Linked DNA regions of Drosophila melanogaster: region 2 is linked to region 1. A link is a contact called in public Hi-C data. All regions are on one chromosome and are shown on one strand. The core of a region is the stretch at or near the end of the contact, and the rest is flanking DNA. Distances in the headings are between cores, read along the strand shown.

Region 1 (4,459 bases), core at 1,160-3,659:
TTCTGATAAATTAACATATAGACCGTTATATTTTGTTAGCTATTTATTCATTTAACTTTTGCTCGCTCATTATGTACCACGAACTTGAAAATCTATTCAATAGCTGATTACACTGTTAAAATTTGGGTGTGATTTTAAGTACCCCTGAAATTCGCGGAAACTATTAACCACTACTAATCTAATCGAATCGAAATGTATTTGATTATTCAAAAACCCATTAGGCATTTTCTGGGGTTCATGTATCAAACAGTTATGGTACCAGGAATTGTTAATCTAATCGAGGCGAAAATAAATTGACGCGGTTCACAGCTGTTAATACCACTGTAGATTTGACTTCTTTTTATTTTTGTTTGGCCCAACAAAAGGCCGAAAACAAGTTGGGTACGCTTTTGGTGTTCGCACTTGGCCTGTCTTATCTATGCAATCGGAAAAACAGAACGGGAAATCGGAGGGGGGGAAAAGCGGCAGAGCTACGGGGTTGACGGGGCGCTGCTGAGGTGCTGGAATGGGGGATTATGAGCAGCTGTTATGCAGTCGGGGAATCGATAGCGTTTGCCCTTTGTTGGCGGCATCCAAATGCTCCAAAGTAAACCCAATGGCAATAGCAATGGGAAAAGCCAAGAAAAGAGCACTTCTCTTATCACAATTTAAGCACACATACATGTATGTACACACACACACGCGCACATACACAGCTTATTGGGCAATGACAATTTATTAACAAAATATTTACACAAATGCGGACAAAAGATGGTTTTGTGGCTTGCGGTTGGCGGTACGGTATATATAGATTTTTGGTGACCATTTTTGGGGATCACGATTTTTCTCAGCCCACTTTTATTACCACTTAACAAACTGTCTACAGTTGCGGTCAGAGAAATGTTGGCTTAAATCCACACCTGTCACAGAGGATCAATAAAGATTTCACCTGTCTAATGTTCGATCGATAAAACATTGATCTTTCTGCGAATTAATATCAAAAATGTTGTTTGTGCGTTTGGAAATTTACTTGGAAAGTTTTACCACGTTTTTGGCGGCCAAAACTGTTTTTCGACAACGATTTACTTTCGAAAGTAGAGAATTATCGAATATTCGAATCGGGAAAGTCTCGTTGGAAAATTTTGAGTTACAGTACGCAGTTTGATAAGCTATCATTTTTAGATAGCGGTTTAGAGTATTCCCTGGTACATGGAGTTTAGTTGTGACATTATATTTTGTTATATTTTTCTTCAACGATTTTCAAAGATTCAGGTAACTACAGTGTTTTTCTAGTTGATCCCAATTAATTTTATATATTAAAGATTTAGTAGGAAGTTAACGAAAAGAGGACTTACGCATGGGCAGTGTGGGCGTGGCTCGCGACACTCTAGTTGTCGGCGGGGTGTATGTTCCACCGAAGGTGCCCGTCGCCGGTGCTGCGGATGCAAATGCGGATGCGGATGAGGATGATGACGAGGCGCTGGCGCTGCCGAAGGGCGTCGCATGAGGAACTGGAGGTGCTGGACGCTGGGCTATGCTGATACCCGATCCGGAAACGGAACCTGCGCCCAAGGAAGGTGCGTGGGTGGCGGATGTGGCTGCGGATGCGGATGTCGCCAGGGGCGGGACGCGGGCAGATGGAACGGAACCGGAAACGACAGGGCCGCGCGCACCGGAGAGGACGATCTGGTCGTGGGACTCATTCTGCGCCTGGAGCTTTGCCTCCAAGGATTGCAGCCGACTGCCGATCGTTTCGAACTCAATGGTGGACATTATATCGAGTCGATTTGGTTCGATTTTTTATAGTTAGTTGCTAGTATCGTTGGATTTTGGTATTTATTAAATTTTTTTCGCCGTTTTTTGGCCAGCACTTCTTCGATTTTCCTCTCACTCACTCCCTCTCTCTCACACACACACAAGCGCGCGCAGGCGGGGGAGGGTGCGTGTGTGTGTGAATTGTTTTGCTGTGCGCCCTGTTTGTTTTGTCGCTGATGTTGTTGTTGTTCGGCGGCACACATACACTGTAAACTTTACACTTGCAAAAATAAAGGATTGCTTGGACTTTTGTTGTTTGCCAAGGGGGGGCACAAAAACAAAATCGAAAAAAGGAAAACACAGTCACTGTGCATTAGAGAGAGACATCCTCACCCCCACACACGCACACACACAGGCATACACGCAGCGCCCTCTCTCTCTTTCTTTTTCAGCAGCAACGGCAACAACAACTTGCGATTTTTTCCTCCTTTTTTGGGAGAATATTTCATCGGTTGTTTTCCTTTCGCGGCGCTGTTTGTCGCACTTCTGCAATCGATTCGTTTCGCGACCGCGGGCGGCGGTATCACTGGCACAATTTGATCACTCGCTTTTGTACGTTTTTGCTGCCTAAATCGCGTGTACAATAGTGATGTAAAAAAACATCGATGCATCAGCCATCGATGGTTCTTCGCCGATAATTCTTAATATCTTTTTTCGTGCCTATCGATGGTTTGCAAAACATCGGCACCTCAGAAACAGTTTTCGAACTAGGAACGGCATCTAAAACTATGTAGGATTTTATTTTACCGAGATAGAATAATTTTCAGAGGATATTTCATACAAATATAATATAACTATAATAGATTTTTCAAATTCAAATTGGTCGATTCGAGAGACTTCGTTGTTCTTGTACTTAAAATAATAATATAAGGTCTACCTATTTATTAATTAATAAAATAATAAATTATTTTAGTACAATTCTAAAACATCGAATTCTATATGTTCAGTCAAACTTGCAACATTACGTATCGAAAACGGAGTGACCAAAGTGCTAAAAAGAATCATAAATATACCGAAATGCAACTTAAGATGGGCATCACTTGGCTAGAACTTATTAAGTTTTCCCTTAAAATAAATGTCTATAAATGTATAAATAAAAAATTAAAGAAAATAAACAAACATTAAAAAATAGGTATGAAGAATATACGGAACAACTTTCTAGAAGGCTTACAAAGAGATATAGATATAATCGATACCTAACTTAATTATCTAAATTCGTTGCAGGTGGAAGCAAATTTATTATCGAGGCACTTCGATTTATTTGTATGACGATACTATAGCTGCACTCGTTGGGATATATCGATAGGACCAACTGCGGCTGGCCAGCGCTAGTGGAAAAGAGAGAAAAACGAGAAGAGAAGCGAAAAGCGATCGGTGAACAGTGCAAAAAGTGCGGAAAGGAAAGCAAAGGCAATAGCGAAAGGTTGGGCGGCAAAACCCGGGCCACACGATCCACACCGATCCGATCCCCATATCACCGACCCGCATCCGAATCCTGACCTGACCAAATGCGGTAAAAATAGCCGCACCGCATCGCATCCGATTCGCACCGAACCGCCAAGTCTTGCAGAATCCGCCAGAAAACACCAAGGAAAGTCGTGGAGAGGAGAGGGTATATATAGCATATAGCATATAGGATATAGGATATAGAAGGGCCTACCAAAATGTCCAAACGCCACCGCCTCACGCCCTTTACCATTGCCAAGGAGCCAGAGGCCGCCATGTAAGTCAAAATGGTCAAATCCTGGCCAGAAACGAATTGTGAATTGAACTACATTCGGCAATCCTTTTAGAGTCCCGCCACGCAACCTGGACTCGCGGGCCACCATCCAAATTGGCGACCGGACCTTTGACATCGATGCAGATAGTCTCGAGAAGATCTGCGATCTGGGCCGTGGCGCCTATGGCATCGTGGATAAGATGCGCCATAAGCAAACCGATACGGTCCTGGCCGTCAAACGCATACCCATGACCGTAAATATTCGAGAACAGCACCGCCTTGTAATGGATTTGGACATATCGATGAGATCCAGCGACTGCCCCTACACCGTCCACTTTTATGGTGCGATGTATCGCGAGGGCGATGTCTGGATTTGCATGGAGGTGATGAGCACCAGCCTGGACAAGTTCTATCCGAAGGTCTTCCTTCACGATCTGCGAATGGAGGAAAGCGTGCTGGGCAAGGTCAGCTGGGGAGGATTGGGGGCGGGTCTAATCTTATCGGGCAATCGCCACTATACTATTACCGTACTACTGCCTTTGCTTTACAGATTGCCATGAGCGTGGTCAGTGCGCTGCACTATCTGCACGCTCAACTGAAAGTCATTCATCGGGACGTCAAGCCCTCGAACATACTGATCAATCGGGCCGGCCAGGTCAAGATCTGTGACTTTGGCATCTCAGGTGGGCTGGCATTCTGTGACTTCTTGCCACTGTAATCATTCTAATATTGGACTGACTTTTAGGCTACCTCGTCGACTCCATTGCCAAAACCATTGATGCCGGTTGCAAGCCGTACATGGCGCCGGAACGGATCGATCCCCAAGGAAATCCGGCGCAATACGACATCAGGTCGGATGTTTGGTCGCTGGGCATCGGCATGATCGAAATGGCCACGGGCCGCTACCCATACGACAATTGGCGAACGCCATTTGAGCAACTGCGT
Region 2 (4,194 bases), core at 1,298-3,797, 120 kb after region 1:
GGCGCCAAAAAACTCGGAATGCATTGGCCAAAGCGGACACGGCGATACATAACACGGCTCGTAGGACCACTTACCCACCCTCCCCAATCAGAAATGCTCTGGCTGCAGCAGAGGAAAAGCAGCGCAGCTTGTGTGGGAGGGGCAACTCGCATTTCTCAGGATGCATTTCTGAGCTGCAGCTGCACCAACTGCAGTTCTACAGTGGAAACCCCTTAGCGGGGATTCTATCGAACTTTTGCGTGAGTGGTTTGAGTCTCTGCCAGGGGTTCCGTCGCTCATGCCGAGCAACAAGTGTGAGGAAAAAAAAACTTGGAATAATAACGAATAAATCCGGGTAAATAAACGATAATCAAATCTATTTCTTTATCAAGAAAACAAATTGTGAATCGTATTATTATATCATAGGGATAAGGATAATTTAGATAACAAATATGTGCATTTTGAGAGGAATTAAAGTTATTTTCTTTGCACGTAAACAAAAGCATAAGCATTTCACAAATCAATCACTGTAAAGCTGCGGTACTTGTAAAACACTTGAGTAGTCAAAAGCTGGCATAAGTATATCAAATTTCCAGTAATTGATGATACAAATAAATATTATTAACATATTTTATAAAAAATGATTCTTTGAATAGATTAGCAACACTATTACGGACTATATAATTTAAATTACATTTGTAGAAATAGAAATTGTATGGTCATAGTTTTGATAACATTCAAAACGATGCCGCCCCCTGAAAAATAGTTGTCATCCTCAATTCAATGATGCACCATAGACCCATAGCCCCATACCCCGCCCATGGTCTTAACCCACATGTTGCCCCTGAGTCGCATGGCCTTAACCCTAACCTAGCGCAACTTTTGTCGACTGAATTCGTTTAACTCGTGTGCGGGGGAAAAAACGCCAAAACTAAACTCAGCGTGTGTGCACGAAAGAGAGGGGCGAGCGCTAAGAGGGAGTATGAGAGGGAGAGAAAAACACATGGTTCCAGGCCACGCGAATCTGCGATATAAAATGCATCCTTAGAAATTACAGAAGAAAACAATTGCAGATAAAAAAAACAGCAACAACAACAAAATGGGTGGACGAGGAAAGAGCGAAAGGCGCAAGAAAAGGAGAAACAACAATTATTGAATGAGTTGGCTACTGCTCCTTCTTCTCATTATTATTCTCCTTCATCAGCTTCTGCAGCCGCTTTGTTTTTGTTTTATGCATGTGTGTGTGGGTAAATGTGAGTGTGTCAAAATTTAGCAACAAAGAAATTTATATTAAGTCATGCTATTGACGGCAACAACAAAAAAGCCAGCTAACTTAAACTTACCATTTTGATTCTCCTGCTTACTGCTAACGGTGGTTGTTCTTGATGTTCGTCCCTCCGATGGTTCTTGTTGTTGTTGTTAACCACAAAAAAAAAATCAACAGACCGCGCACCCACGCGTTTTTCGTTCTTTTCTTGGTTTTTTTTTGTGTTTTGTTTAAAATTTATATATTAATTTCTTTTTAACAATGCGTTTTTGATGCTGTCAACGGAACAGAACAATTGTGCGGCAAGTTAGATAGCAAATGCAGCAAATATAAAAGGCTGGACTCCGCAATTTTCAGCGCGTTAGAAATGTTTTTGTTGTTGTTGTTCTTCCTGTTGTTATTGGTGTTGCGATAATGACTGCATGCGTGTGTGCATGCGTGTGTGTTGTTGTTGTTGAGTGTGTTTTTCTTTTGTTGCTGCACGCGGTATTTCGCTTCGGATAAATTTGTTCGTATGCGTTGTACCGCGCAATACACGCAAAACGAGGAATCGGAATAAAGGAGGAAGGAAACGAGAACGAGACGAGAATGAAGCGACGAAGCCGAAAACACACGTAACATGCCAACTATCGCAACTAACGAGATGCCAACTAGATAGAGCTGGAAAAACATCGATGAGAATCGATAATGGTGAAGCGAGAAAACGTCAGTTTGACGATTATTGATAAGAATGCCGATGTATACTAAAACTTATATTTGGGCACACTTATTTATAGCGTGTTTGCTCTAAAAATATTAATAGCTTAATATTACTTATAATATATATATATGGAAAATATTTTAAAAATATAGATATTTAAATGAAAACATTTTAAATTGCACAAAGGGAGACATAATAAACTTACTTGGTATTTAAACAAATCTATCGGTCTGGCACGCGGTGCACACAAGACTATCGATAAATGGCGCGCGTCTTATTTCTTTATATTTCATGATATATATCCGTTAAATTCTAATCACGTTACAACAAAGTATATGCAAGTTTAACATGGTAAATGAGAAGCGAGCTTCAGCTGTTGCATTTAAATAAATGATGCCAACTGCAATGTACATTAATGCATTTAAATATGTTTTGCCAACTTTAATGTTCAGCTAATTTGTTTATGAAACTGAAAGTAATTAGAAGACTTTCAATCTAAAAAAAGTATAGAAAAAATATATATTGACATTCAAGATATTTAAGATACTTGTGGGGTATTAATTTGCAAAATTTCTGCAAACTTCGACGCTATCGATAAGCATCGATTATTCTTTTTCTTCCACCTCTAGCACCACATGCGTGTTGTTGCTTGGGCATCAAAATTTGTCGGTAAGTCTGGTTTTCCCGCTTTCAATTTCGCAATCCGCCGACACAAGTCCCTAAAAGTCCGCCGATTTCAGACGGTCCGCGTTGCTGATTGTTATTGAGAAGATAAGGAACGAGAAGAACCGGTACTACGCCAGGAGACAGGACTCAGGATCAAAGGCTTCCACGGACACGAAAAGGAATCCACATAGCTAACGAAATGCCTAACGACACTGTGGTAAAGGTGCAGGAGTACAAGGACTCGTTGATCCTCAAGGCAGAGCTGCTAATCACCAAGGGGTTCCCGGAGAATATCGTCCGGCTGAACGAGCTGCTGGCCACGCCGATCTTCAACGAGCGCAACTTCGAAGAAGTGCACCAGGACCTCAACATCCCGGTCCTGCCGCCTCTCCTGGTTAAAAACGAGTTGGAGGATCGTGACAGTCTGCCCACCAAGCGCCAGCGCGTGGATGTCATCGTCTCTGGGCAGCCTGTCATGGGTCTGCCCGCCGGTACAGTGCCGTGCAACAAGCCGCTCTGCGAGATGATCAAGGTCGTCAAGCCTATCATCAGGAAGCTTGTGGAGGATTGTAAGTACACCGTATATTCAAGCGTCTCAACCTAATAAATGTTTTTATGCTATTCAAGAGCCCCTTCAATTTTCCTAAAACAATGAATTCCAAGAATTTTTACATTCGAACGGTACAAATGCCAGTAGCTAAAGTTTTGCCTGACATTAAGCTTTTTAATGAATACCTAGTAATTTCTGAATTGATTTCTTTTGCAGCCAATCTACTTAAGATGTGGATCTCCTTTATGATACCCAAGATCGAGGATGGCAACAACTTTGGCGTCTCCATTCAAGAGGACACGCTTGCCGAAATTCAAACTGTGGAATCCGAGGCGGCCGCCTTCTTTGACCAGATATCGCGCTATTTCTTGTCGCGCGCCAAGGTGGTGTCCAAGGTGGCCAAGTATCCGCACATCGATGATTATCGGCGCGCAGTCGTCGAACTTGACGAGAAGGAGTACCTCAGCTTGTGGCTGGTCGTTTGTGAGGTCCGCAATCGCTACTCCTCGCTGCACGACATTGTTATTAAGAACCTCGAGAAGCTAAAGAAGCCGCGCTCCTCAAATACCGAAAGCCTGTATTAGGCTAGGTATTTCCGAAGCCCGAGCCTCAACTTTTTTTTTTCCTTTCCATCATCTTACTTTTCAATCAATAATCAGCCCGTAGAGCGGACGGTCAGCAATTCTTGTCGCTACTCAAAAAGCTAAGATTTTCCAATTCGGTTTACAAACATCAAAATTCTTTAATTGAAGAGCAGTGATTGAACAATAGCTGTAGCCTAACTACCATCAACTATTAATCCATTTGTACTACGTCTAGAATGTAATGTTGAGATTGGCGTACAATACAAGAAACCGATGCTGTATAGATTCCACTAATAGCTATAGCTATGCATAAAAAGAATAGGCGAGCTCCATTGACACATTTTTTCAACATTTCCTAATGTAAATTTATAACACGGGCGCCCCTCATACGGAAAATGTCCTTAAAAATGTGTGAAATATAAATCTTTATAAGTAATTCGCTCCGAAT

Evidence for each region. A called contact is a pair of places that touch in the nucleus more often than the background predicts.
Region 2: a Hi-C map of the Kc167 cell line shows a contact between it and region 1, with 4 times the contacts expected there. The contact joins the promoter of REG here to the promoter of hep in region 1. A contact is called at or near these places in 11 of 107 Hi-C or Micro-C datasets (the D17-c3 cell line, the Kc167 cell line, the OSC cell line and 6 more).

The regions. Positions count from the first base shown.
Region 1 is chrX:13,088,025-13,092,483 of dm6, forward strand. hep (hemipterous) reads right to left here and starts at 2,410. Exons shown (of 10, transcript NM_001298253.1): 1 at 1,335-2,410. The coding sequence starts at 1,752. lic (licorne) reads left to right here and starts at 3,121. Exons shown (of 5, transcript NM_057814.4): 1 at 3,121-3,517; 2 at 3,588-3,978; 3 at 4,065-4,197; 4 at 4,260-4,459. The coding sequence starts at 3,459.
Region 2 is chrX:13,209,778-13,213,971 of dm6, forward strand. It overlaps REG (Proteasome regulator gamma), which reads left to right and starts at 2,548. Exons shown (of 3, transcript NM_001272573.2): 1 at 2,548-2,615; 2 at 2,673-3,181; 3 at 3,379-4,194. The coding sequence starts at 2,812. The coding sequence ends at 3,746. It overlaps sno (strawberry notch), which reads right to left and starts at 1,897. Exons shown (of 12, transcript NM_078589.4): 1 at 1,323-1,897. The coding sequence starts at 1,325.